2 separate regions of the Manis pentadactyla genome follow, and region 1 is linked to region 2. The links are chromatin contacts, called in public Hi-C maps. All regions are on one chromosome and are shown on one strand. The core of a region is the stretch at or near the end of the contact, and the rest is flanking DNA. Distances in the headings are between cores, read along the strand shown. Region 1 holds the start of NOS3 (nitric oxide synthase 3). Region 2 holds the start of LOC118919539 (GTPase IMAP family member 4).

Region 1 (4,762 bases), core at 370-2,869, 320 kb after region 2:
GGAGGTCATGAGGGCGTCAGCATCTAATGTTTGTTGTCACCTGGTCCCTGATGAGACCAACCACAGCTCTGTTAACTGGAATCTGGATAAAGGAGTCATTCCTGATCATTGCATTTTAGGTGGTGTCTGAACGGGAACCAGAAGTGGACTCTTTCACTTCATCCTTCATGGGTGAAAATGTCTGAGAAGCAGGGGCCTGGATCCCAACTCCTGCCTTGCTGGGAAAGGGAGGCCAGCAGGGTGGAGCCTCGGGCACCTGGGCCACAGGGACAGGCAGGCTGAGAAGGGACCTCATGCTTCTGCCTCGCACCTTCCCCTTTGTTGAAAGTGGGACAGCAAAGCTCTCTGGTGTCTGGGAGCTCAGGCTTGTCCATGTTTATGAGGCCCCCTCACCCTCCTCCCTCCAAACTGGCAGACCCGACCTTCTTGGTATGACCCCAGAGCTCACAGCACAGCCCGTTCCTTCCGGCTGATCCGCCTGCCTGCCCTGTACCCAGGCCCACCCCAATCTTATCCTTTGCTGCTTTTCAAAGGAGTCCAGCCAACACAAATGTACATGTTTGTTTGTCTGCCTGTCTGCTTCTCCCAGTCTCTGCCTAGCCCAGTCCCTCAACTTCCGTCTCTTTCTCACAGTTTCTCTCAGTATCTGTGGTCTCAAATTGAGGAGGCTTGGACCCTGTGGATCCAGTTGCCCCAGCTCATAGCCTTTCTGCAGCCCCCAAGTGGCTTAAAACTACAAACCCCAGCATGCACTACTACCTGAGGTGCCTGAGGAGTGCTGGCTTGCACCACCTGCATTCTGGGAATCGTAGTTCTCCTATGCCCACCCTCTTGCTGAGGCTCCATGATCTCCCCTGGGAGCAGTCCCTGCCTCAGCTCTGACTGCTGGGTCTATCTGCTGACTTACTGCGCCCAGGGAAGCATGCGTCACTGGATGACAGGGTGGGGGCGGAGGCCCTGGATGGCAGCTTCCTGCTCTTTTGTGTCCCCCCACTTGAGTCACAGGGAGTGGGGGTTCCAGGAAATTGGGACTGGGAAGGGAAGGGATACCCTAATGCAGACTCCAGGACAAAGGGTCACTGCATCCTTGCTGGGCCTGTAACCCCAAGAACCCAAAAGGACTTGAAGGTTGGGGTCCAGGGGGTTTTAAATGTGGGTAAGTTGGTGAAGAATACCACCTAAGCAACCCTACAGGTCCCTGTGGTCACTAAGAATCTGGGAATCATGCCCTGCTACTGAGTGTTCACCTTCTGCCTCACCCCTTAGGGCAGGGCTGGCAAAGGTGAGGCGGGAGGCCTCTACTCTGGTCAGGCATCTCAGAAGGGCCCTTCTGACCCTCTGGCTGTTCACTCCGTTATCCCCCCACCAACACTTCAGCTCCTGCACCCCACCCCAGGGCTCCATGGGACACCTGGGTTCTCACTTATCAGCCTTAGTTCTTGGAGCGGAACCCAGGCGTCCGGCCCCCCACCCTCTGGGCTGGCAGGCATGGAGCCGAGGCTTTAGAGCCTCCCAGCCGGCCTTGTTCCTGTCCCATTGTGTGTGGGACAGGGGCGGGGCGAGGGCCAGCACCAGAGAGCCCCCTCCCACTGACGCCTCCCCTTCCTAAGGAAAAGGCCCAGGCTCTGCTTGAAGCAGCAGAACTGAAGCAAGGCCAGCATGGGCAACTTGAAGAGCGTGGGCCAGGAGCCTGGGCCGCCCTGCGGCCTGGGGCTGGGGCTGGGCCTTGGGCTGTGCGGCAAGCAGGGCCCAGCCCCCCCAGCACCTGAGCCCAGCCGGGCACCAGCACCTGCACCCCAGCCTGCACCAGACCACAGGTGAGGGCCACCAGGGTTGGAGCAGGTGGCAGGAGAGTGGGTGTCAAGGCCTGAAGCCTGGGGCTGGGGAGGGCAGGAGCCTGCAGCCCAACCAGGAGGGCCAGGTCGCCAACACAAACTGGCTATCAGCTTGGAAAGAGCAGGATGGTCAGGGAGGCTCAGACAAGAGACCAGGATCAGGGCCAGCAGGAACAGGTGAAAGTCGGGGGTAAAGGTGCCAGCTTTCCAGGTTTGAATGGCCAGGGTTTAAATGCTGCTCTGCTGCCAAACTGTTTGACTTTGAGCAAGTTATTTAACAATTCTGATTCTACATATATATAAAATAGGGATATAGCATATTTATCTATGGGGTTGTTGTAAGTTTATATAGCTCGGGCAAGCCTTCAAGAACCAGTAAAGATTATTTAAAAAGAAAGTAAGAGGCTGGGAGGGTAGTTATGGAAGAGTGAGAAGATGGATCTCACAGAGGGGGAGAGAGTTGGGCCAGGACACTCGGGGCCCTTGGGATGGGAGACTGAGAAGACAGCACAGGGAGGCCCTTCCCCTGCTCCAGGATCCCTCTTAGTGACCTTCAAGCCCACAGCTGACCTGGCAGCGCCAGCCCCCAGAGGCAGCTTTCAGGGGCAGAGGTCTCTGGAGAGAGGAAGGACATGCTGAGGCCAGGCTGAGCACCAGGCCTGGCTAGGCAGCTGGGCTGCAGGCAGCTCCCAGGGAAGGGCTCCGCACAGACGCCCTGAGGCCCGAGTCCCTCCCTTCCTCCTCGCTGCTGGCCTAGCAGCTCTGGGAGGAAGTGATAAGGCCTCTGAGGCTTCCCTTCACACGATGGCTGCTGTCAGGAGGGGTGTGAGTGGGGAGGGAAATCTGGGCCTGAGGAATCCCTGCTGGGGCTTCCCTCTGCTCAGCATGGGCTCCGTCCCCCTTTCAAGGTAGGGCTCATCACAACTTTGGGGGGTTAGACACTCCATGTTCACAAAAGGCAAGGTGGGCCCTGCATGGGGATGAATACCCAGCCTGGGGCCAGGCGCTCAGGAGCTTAGCGCATCCGGAGGACGGGTGAAGAAGGTGTGAGCTCTGCCTGCAAGGCCCGGCTGGGCCCCTAACTTTGCTGAGCCTTCGTCCCTCAGCTGTAAATTGGGTGCAAGCACTACACACCCCTAGGTTGCTGTAAGGGCTGAGACCATGTAAGAGCACATCTGTCAGGCCAGCAGTAAATCATCAGGACTGGTAGCGCTGGAGGCAGGGGGTTGCTTCTCTGGGTACCTCCAGAAGGAAACACCCCTCCTCCATGACCCCCGGCTCCCAACAGCCCCCCGCTCACCCGGGCCCCAGAGGGGCCCAAGTTCCCCCGTGTGAAGAACTGGGAGGTGGGCAGCATCACCTACGACACCCTGAGCGCCCAGGCACAGCAGGTAAGGCCCAGAGCCCTCCCATCCCAGCTGAGGCCAGAATGGCTGAGGCCTGCCCTCTGGAACTGGCCCCTGGTCTCCAGAGGCCAGAGAGCTGGAAGAGCAAGGAACGTGCATGCACAGTGCTTTGGTGACTCTCAGCCTCCGGCTCTTGCCCCAAGTCCTGCACTGACCCAGCCCAACCTCACCCCTACTTCCAGCCTCAGCCCCTGCCTTGAGTCCACACCTCCCCAGTCCAGACCTCCCTCTGCCCCTCATCCCAGGGCAGTGTACCCTGACCTGGTCCTGACCTTTGGCTCCCTGCTCTCTCCTCCTCTGCCCCCACCCCAACCCAGGATGGGCCCTGCACCCCACGACGCTGCCTGGGCTCCCTAGTATTTCCAAGGAAACTGCAGAGCCGGCCCTCCCAGGCCCCTCCAGCTGCTGAGCAGCTGCTGAGCCAGGCCAGGGACTTCATCAACCAGTACTACAGCTCCATCAAGCGGTGAGACCCTGCCCTGAGGCCCACAGCCCACCCTGTCCTCTGCCCTGGGGTCCCTGTCCTGATGAGGCCTGGAAACATGATTACCTCCCTGGAATCCACTCCTATCCCCCGTCCTGATGCCACCCACACAGGACCAGAGCTCAGCACCCGCCAGCCTCCCTCACAAGCCACACAAAGCCTGAGGGCCACACAACTTCCTTCTGCTCCCGTCCTCCACAGGAGTGGTTCCCAGGCCCATGAGCAACGGCTTCAGGAGGTGGACGCTGAGGTGGTGGCCACAGGCACCTACCAGCTTCGGGAGAGTGAGCTGGTGTTCGGGGCCAAGCAGGCCTGGCGCAACGCTCCACGCTGTGTGGGTCGGATCCAGTGGGGGAAGCTGCAGGTGTGGCTGGCTAGCAGTGCCCAGGATGGGGACCGGGGACCCGGAAGAGAAGAGGGGTGTGGGCAGTTCCTTCGGCTTCCCTGGGAGTCCCAAGCAGTGGGGAGATTCCTGCCCACTCCCTTAGAGACTGGCAGCCCTGGGAAGCCATCAGCTCCCGAGCCAACACTGGGTTGTTGTTAGACCCCCCATAGCTGTGCCTTGGCTGGAGGTGGGGGAAGAAACAGCCAGACACATGGAGTTGGAGAGGGCAGCTCAGCAGTGATCCCTGGAGGGGGTGTTGTCAGGGCAACCGCAGCAGCCTTCTGGGAAAGCCCCCCACCCCCAGCTGCTGCTTCCATGTGGGCCTCGCTTTCCCAGCCTAGCCCCCTCACTCCAAACACACTGCTCCCTTCCAGTCCCCAGCGCCCTGGCCCCACGCAATCCCACGCACGCCACCACAGGACTCAGAGCCAGCCTGGGTTACTGGAACAGCCTGTGACCTGGCACTAAGAGAGGCAGGCTGACCCACAGGGAAGTTGATCCACGACCTTGGCCTCCTTAGCTATAACTGGCTACCCAAGAATTTGGAATAAAGCCACGTGCTCAGTAAATCCCAAAGGAGTCTCGAGTAACAGAACAATTCTGTCTGACACTTGCATGCCCTTGCAGTCTTCAAAGCCCTAGCTCAACTGAA
Region 2 (4,939 bases), core at 44-2,543:
AGTCACTGCAGAAACCTTCACTTTTTTTTTAACCGTCTTAACCGTTTTAAGTGTGTGAAGCAGTCATCATCACTAATACAGTCACAGCACTGGGCACCCATCACCACCCAGCCCCGTGCCCCCGCATCTTGTAAAGTGGAGCCTCTGTACCCATGAAGCCATAACTCCCCAGTCTCTCCTCCTGAAATCTTCACTTCGTAGGGGGAAAAAACTGGAGAATTTGGAGAAATTTCGGGAAGAACCAGAGTAAGGTATTGCCTCCCCTCACGGGAAGCTCTGGGAGGCTGCAAAGCTCCCGAGAAGCTCGCTCGCCTGCGGTGCCCTTCATGCCCCAGGGTCCTCCTTTTCGGTGGCTTTCTTCATGTAAAATCAGCTCTCACCAGCTTTTAATCACCCTTGACTTTTTAAAGCTCTAATACCAACATAGTTTTGACTTCCAAAAAGCTGCTTTGCTACCATTATAAGCTATTTAGGATTTAAGACCTTTCTGTTTTAACTGCCGATCAGTTCTCTAGGCCTCTTGTGCCTGTTCTCTCTAGACCTTTCCAGAAACAGTTCAACTCCTTTAAGCCTTTGCTGCCAGCTGAGTCGGTGAGAATGACCATCCTCACAACAAGGGAGCACTTTGTCTTGTTCAGCAATAAACACGGCAAGGGGCCCCCAGCATTCAGGAAGCCCTTCACCGCAAGGGGCCACCGGCCTCTCCTGAGTCTGGCCCCAGCGCCCTGGGCACCTGATGCCCTTCTCCCTGCTGGGTGCCCAGGGCTGTCACGGAGAGGCTGTCTCCAGCTGTGTGTGTGTATGTGTGTGTGTGTGTGTGTGTGTGTGTGAGTGCATATGGGCAGTGGGGGGGTGCTCACACCTGCAGAGGCCAGAGGAAGGTTTCTTGTGACTGTATTCTCTTGGAAAGTGGGGTATTAGGAGCAAAATACATCTGTTCCCAGCATTCCTTTGGGTAGCAGCCACCTGGGCTTCTGGTAGGCTGTCCTCGCTTTGGCCTGCCAGGGCTCCTTTCTAAACTCTCCCACCGGCTTGGCACCTGGTGACGGTCTGGGCAGCTTCTGGCTTCTCTGGGTCTGGGCCTGCAGTCTGTGTGGGCCTGGGAGTTCGCTCCCTCTGCTGAGTCCCCTCTGGGATGGAGCGGAGCAAGAAACAAGGATTTCGGGAACCAACAGAAGCAGCACCCCCTGCCAAACCTCCAAGCCAAAAACACTAGAAGGAAAAGGAGAAACTTGAGAAAACCTCTGGGGAGCTGACGGCTGGTTTGATTTGCTGGCTGCAGCCTAGGGCGCAGGGAATCAGAGCGTCCAGGAGGAGCCTCGGTCGGAGGGAGTTTCATTAAAGCTCCTGTTCCTGCCTCATCTCCAGCCAGCAGCCCAGATGGACGGCGATGTCCTCGTGATAATCTCAAGGCGGCAGAAAGAGTCCTGCCAGGCGCCATTGAAAACATTTGCAGACGCCGCAGCTGCGCCCTGCGTTTGCTTCCAGGCCCCACCCCCGGCACTGCAGGGCTAGGGGATTCCAGCCTGGAGGACCCTCTTCCCAGGGCAGCCTGACCTTAGATGCCCATGTCAGCAAAAGTTGAGAAAAGGTGGGAGGAATTAGGTGGTGCTTGGAGACAGAAGCAGGGTAAGAGAACATTCTTTTTCAAAGATGGGAGAAAGAGGGCTCAGTCTTAAACCCATGGCAAAGGTGCAGGAGATGGGGGGATGCTAGTGGCCCTGGGGAGGGGAGACTAGCTGGAGAGAGGCCCTTAAGCAGAGGTGAGAGGATAGGGTTGGTGCTCAGTCGGAGCCCTTGGGCTTAGCCAGGCTCATTCATCTAACGGGAAGGAAGGTGGAGGCCCTGGGCACAGACTGAGGTGGGTGGGAGACGCAGGTGGGGCCATTGGAGGGTCTCTGCTCACCTCTGTTTGCCTAGAGGAAGAGGAAGCAGGGTCATCAGCTGAGTGGGGTTGGGGAGGGGGCGGGGGTGCAGCAAGTTGGCTGGGGAGTGAGAGAGGGAACGGGCTACAGCACAGAGGGGTGACACCCAGCAGTAAGGGTCCCACGGGAAGTGAAGTCAGCAGCGGGTTTGTTTGCTTCCCAGAGCGGCTGTCAGCTGCGCAGCGGGGTGGAGCGTGGGGTGCACAGGGCTGTGTGCAGGCAGGCGCCCCACGCCTCCCCTCAGCTAGACTGAACGTTGGGCGTGTGTCTTCCGGACTCTTGGCTCGCCACCGCCCTGCTCTTGGAGCTTTCACTTTGGAAAGCTGTAATTGCAAATCCTTTCCTGCCCCTTTGAGATATGTCTTTTAAACAGCTTCCTGCCCGATGTATGACCCTGACTGTCTTCCTCCTGTATGTGGGCGCCTTTCCCTTGGCAGGTAAGCATGGAGGGAGGCAGCGCCTGGCTCCCCGTGTGTGCGTGTGTGGAGGTGGTGGAGGTGGGGAGAAGCCTAACCGATGCGCGCCGGTCAGCAGACATACAGGCCCGCGCGCACCCACCCACGTTCCCCTGGCCTCCCGGGCTTTCCCCCTGGCTCACCGCAGCGTTGCAGGGCCGCGTCCAGTCCGGATTCTGGCCCCTCTGCCCTGTTCTCAGAGCCGGGGCTGGACTCCGCCCTGCCTGCGCACCCTGCAGCCTCACCCCTCGGGGCTGGGGCTCCTGGCCGCTCTCCCAGGGAGGCAGAGCCAAGGCTCCCATTCTCCCGATGGTCACCCGCTCTGAGGGAGGAGCCTCTGTGCCCGCATCTCGGGTCCTCTCTCTGGCCCCGTGGTTCCTTATTGCCCTTCTGCTTCTGGAATGCTTTTGAGACTTAACCATGGCTTCATCCTGTTGACTGTGAGTTGTTCCCAGTGAGAGGGTTGGCGTGATGACGGGGGAAGCAGGACTCAGTCATGACCTTCTTGGATTCTCTGCCCCTCCTGTCCCTAGTGCCTCAGACTCACTGTCCCCAGATGAAGTGCTCATCGTCCCCCAAAACACCACCCTCTCCGCTGCAGCTCCATGAAGCCACCGGAAGTGCTGTGGTCACAGACGTCCAGAGCCGGCCAGCCCCGGGGGCCACTCGCCTTTATGTGAATGAGAAAAATGATGTCTCTCCTTCAAGTTAAATGTTTATAAATAGGCATATCACTTCTTAATAATAATTACTATAACAAACAAGGACTGTTTCAATAAGACATTTAATTCCATCAGAAAACTGTCTAAATATACAAATTTAGTTACAAGGCACTTTACTGCCATCTGCCAAAATTGTAGTAAACACACATGTCCCATCTTTGAAGTAAAACAACATATAATAACATTTCTCAAAATAAGAAATGTCTGTGCTGTGAATAGTGCTCCCTTTGATATGGCAACCGGGAGAATTGTAATAACAATGCTGAATTAATCTTTTTGTATTCTTTTGTTGTTTCTACCTTCCACCATTCATTTTCACTGTCATTATATTAGCTCATATTCTTATTAGCTTGGATCGCTGCAGTAGCCTTTAGCTGGTCCTCTTCCCTCCAGCCTGACCCAGTGTCCCCACATGCCCAGCTACTCTCAGGACCTTGAAAGCCTGTGACACGTGCCATTCTCCCTCTGCCTGAGTGTCCTCACAGGGAGGTCTCTACACGCCCTTCATCACTTCAGGGCAGCCTGAACTTCCCCGGGCAGCCTCCTCCTCCACTGTGCCTAATGATCTCTCTCCTTGCAGTACCTGCCACAATTAGCAGCTGGCTTATGGATTCTTTATAAGTTTGTTTCCCCCCTTGGTTATTCCTCCACCCTGTAGGGTTTCCAGTGCCCCCTCTCTGCTCCTATGGCCCCCTGAGTGCATTTACGACAGCACATGTTCCATGTTCACAGCCACAACTTCAGTCTCTTTCCATCATCTGAGCTCCTTGAGTCAGGCACTAGCCTCGCGAGTCCCTGAGCCCCTGTGTCTAACACGGCGCTTGCTCCTTACTTGTGTAGCTTGAGCCTTCCAAGGTCAAAAGATTTCTGGAAGTCCAGCCCCTCTTACTCCTACTTGCTTTGAGAGGCGTTGAAGGGAGTGTGTTGTGAGATCCTGGGGGAGCCGTTCTGTCATTATCCTCAGAGCCACTAGGGGGCAGGAAACCACCATCCTTTCCTAGATGAGGGTCCGACCAGAATCAGGCAGCCACAGAAATCATTGTCCAAAAAGCCCACGTGTTGAAAGATCACTTTGCAAAATGGTCAACTCAGCAAAAGAACCGACTTGCTAAATCATTGAGTTATTTGAAGCTTGTTTTTACTCAGAGGGCTCCCCAATGTTTAGTATTTAAGAAGGAGCGAGCTTTTTGTGAACTCAGTTTACTATCCTCTCTATTTTGGGGAAATGATAGCTGGCTAGGCTGTGACTGCCCCTGAACTGGCCTCCTTCTCTGGGAAGGACGCAGCTGTGATGGCTGGGTGAACCGGCTGAAGGCTTTTGTCTAATGGTTTCAGTGAAGTGCTTTTACGTGAGTTGACCTAGCAGCCTTGGCCAGGATTCTTTCTTACTCCGGGCAGGTGGGGAGTGGGTGCGAGAGCCTTGCCCAGTTTTCCGGCCCAGGCACAGCCCCAGCAGCCCCCAGCTCTTGGGGGCAGTGCTGGCAAACCTGGTTTTCTGCGGCCTCCTAATGAGGCTGGACAGGAGAAAAGCAGGCCAGAGGAGGGTGATGCCTCAGATGCAGCCGCCCCTCGAAGCCTGGTCAGGGGTTAAACGTCTTCTCACGTGGACAGACTCCGAGGAGATTATGCCAGATGAGAAAAGCCCCTTACAAAAGAACAAACCTGTCTGATTCCCCTCATATGAAGCATCTAAGGTCGTCAAAAGCATCGGAACATAAACGAGAGCAGAGCTTCCAGGGGCTGGGGAGGGAGGGGCAGGATTGTGTCTGATGGTGCAGAGATTGGGTGCTGCACGAGGGGCAAGTCCTGCAGCTCTTTGCACCGTAGGAGAATGTAC

What was found. Hi-C and Micro-C count contacts between places; a contact is called where the count stands out from the background.
Region 1: a contact with region 2 is called in a Hi-C map of fibroblasts, with 5 times the contacts expected there. The contact joins the promoter of NOS3 here to the promoter of LOC118919539 in region 2. A contact is called at or near these places in 2 of 3 Hi-C or Micro-C datasets (fibroblasts and skin fibroblasts).

Annotation. Positions count from the first base shown.
Region 1 is chr7:143,778,607-143,783,368 of mManPen7.hap1, forward strand. NOS3 (nitric oxide synthase 3) reads left to right here and starts at 1,620. Exons shown (of 26, transcript XM_036899709.2): 1 at 1,620-1,817; 2 at 3,124-3,226; 3 at 3,559-3,707; 4 at 3,927-4,089. The coding sequence starts at 1,660. The region is part of intron 2 of KCNH2 (potassium voltage-gated channel subfamily H member 2); the gene reads right to left.
Region 2 is chr7:143,456,795-143,461,733 of mManPen7.hap1, forward strand. It overlaps LOC118919539 (GTPase IMAP family member 4), which reads left to right and starts at 1,294. Exons shown (of 6, transcript XM_057504913.1): 1 at 1,294-1,629; 2 at 2,299-2,362. The coding sequence starts at 1,563.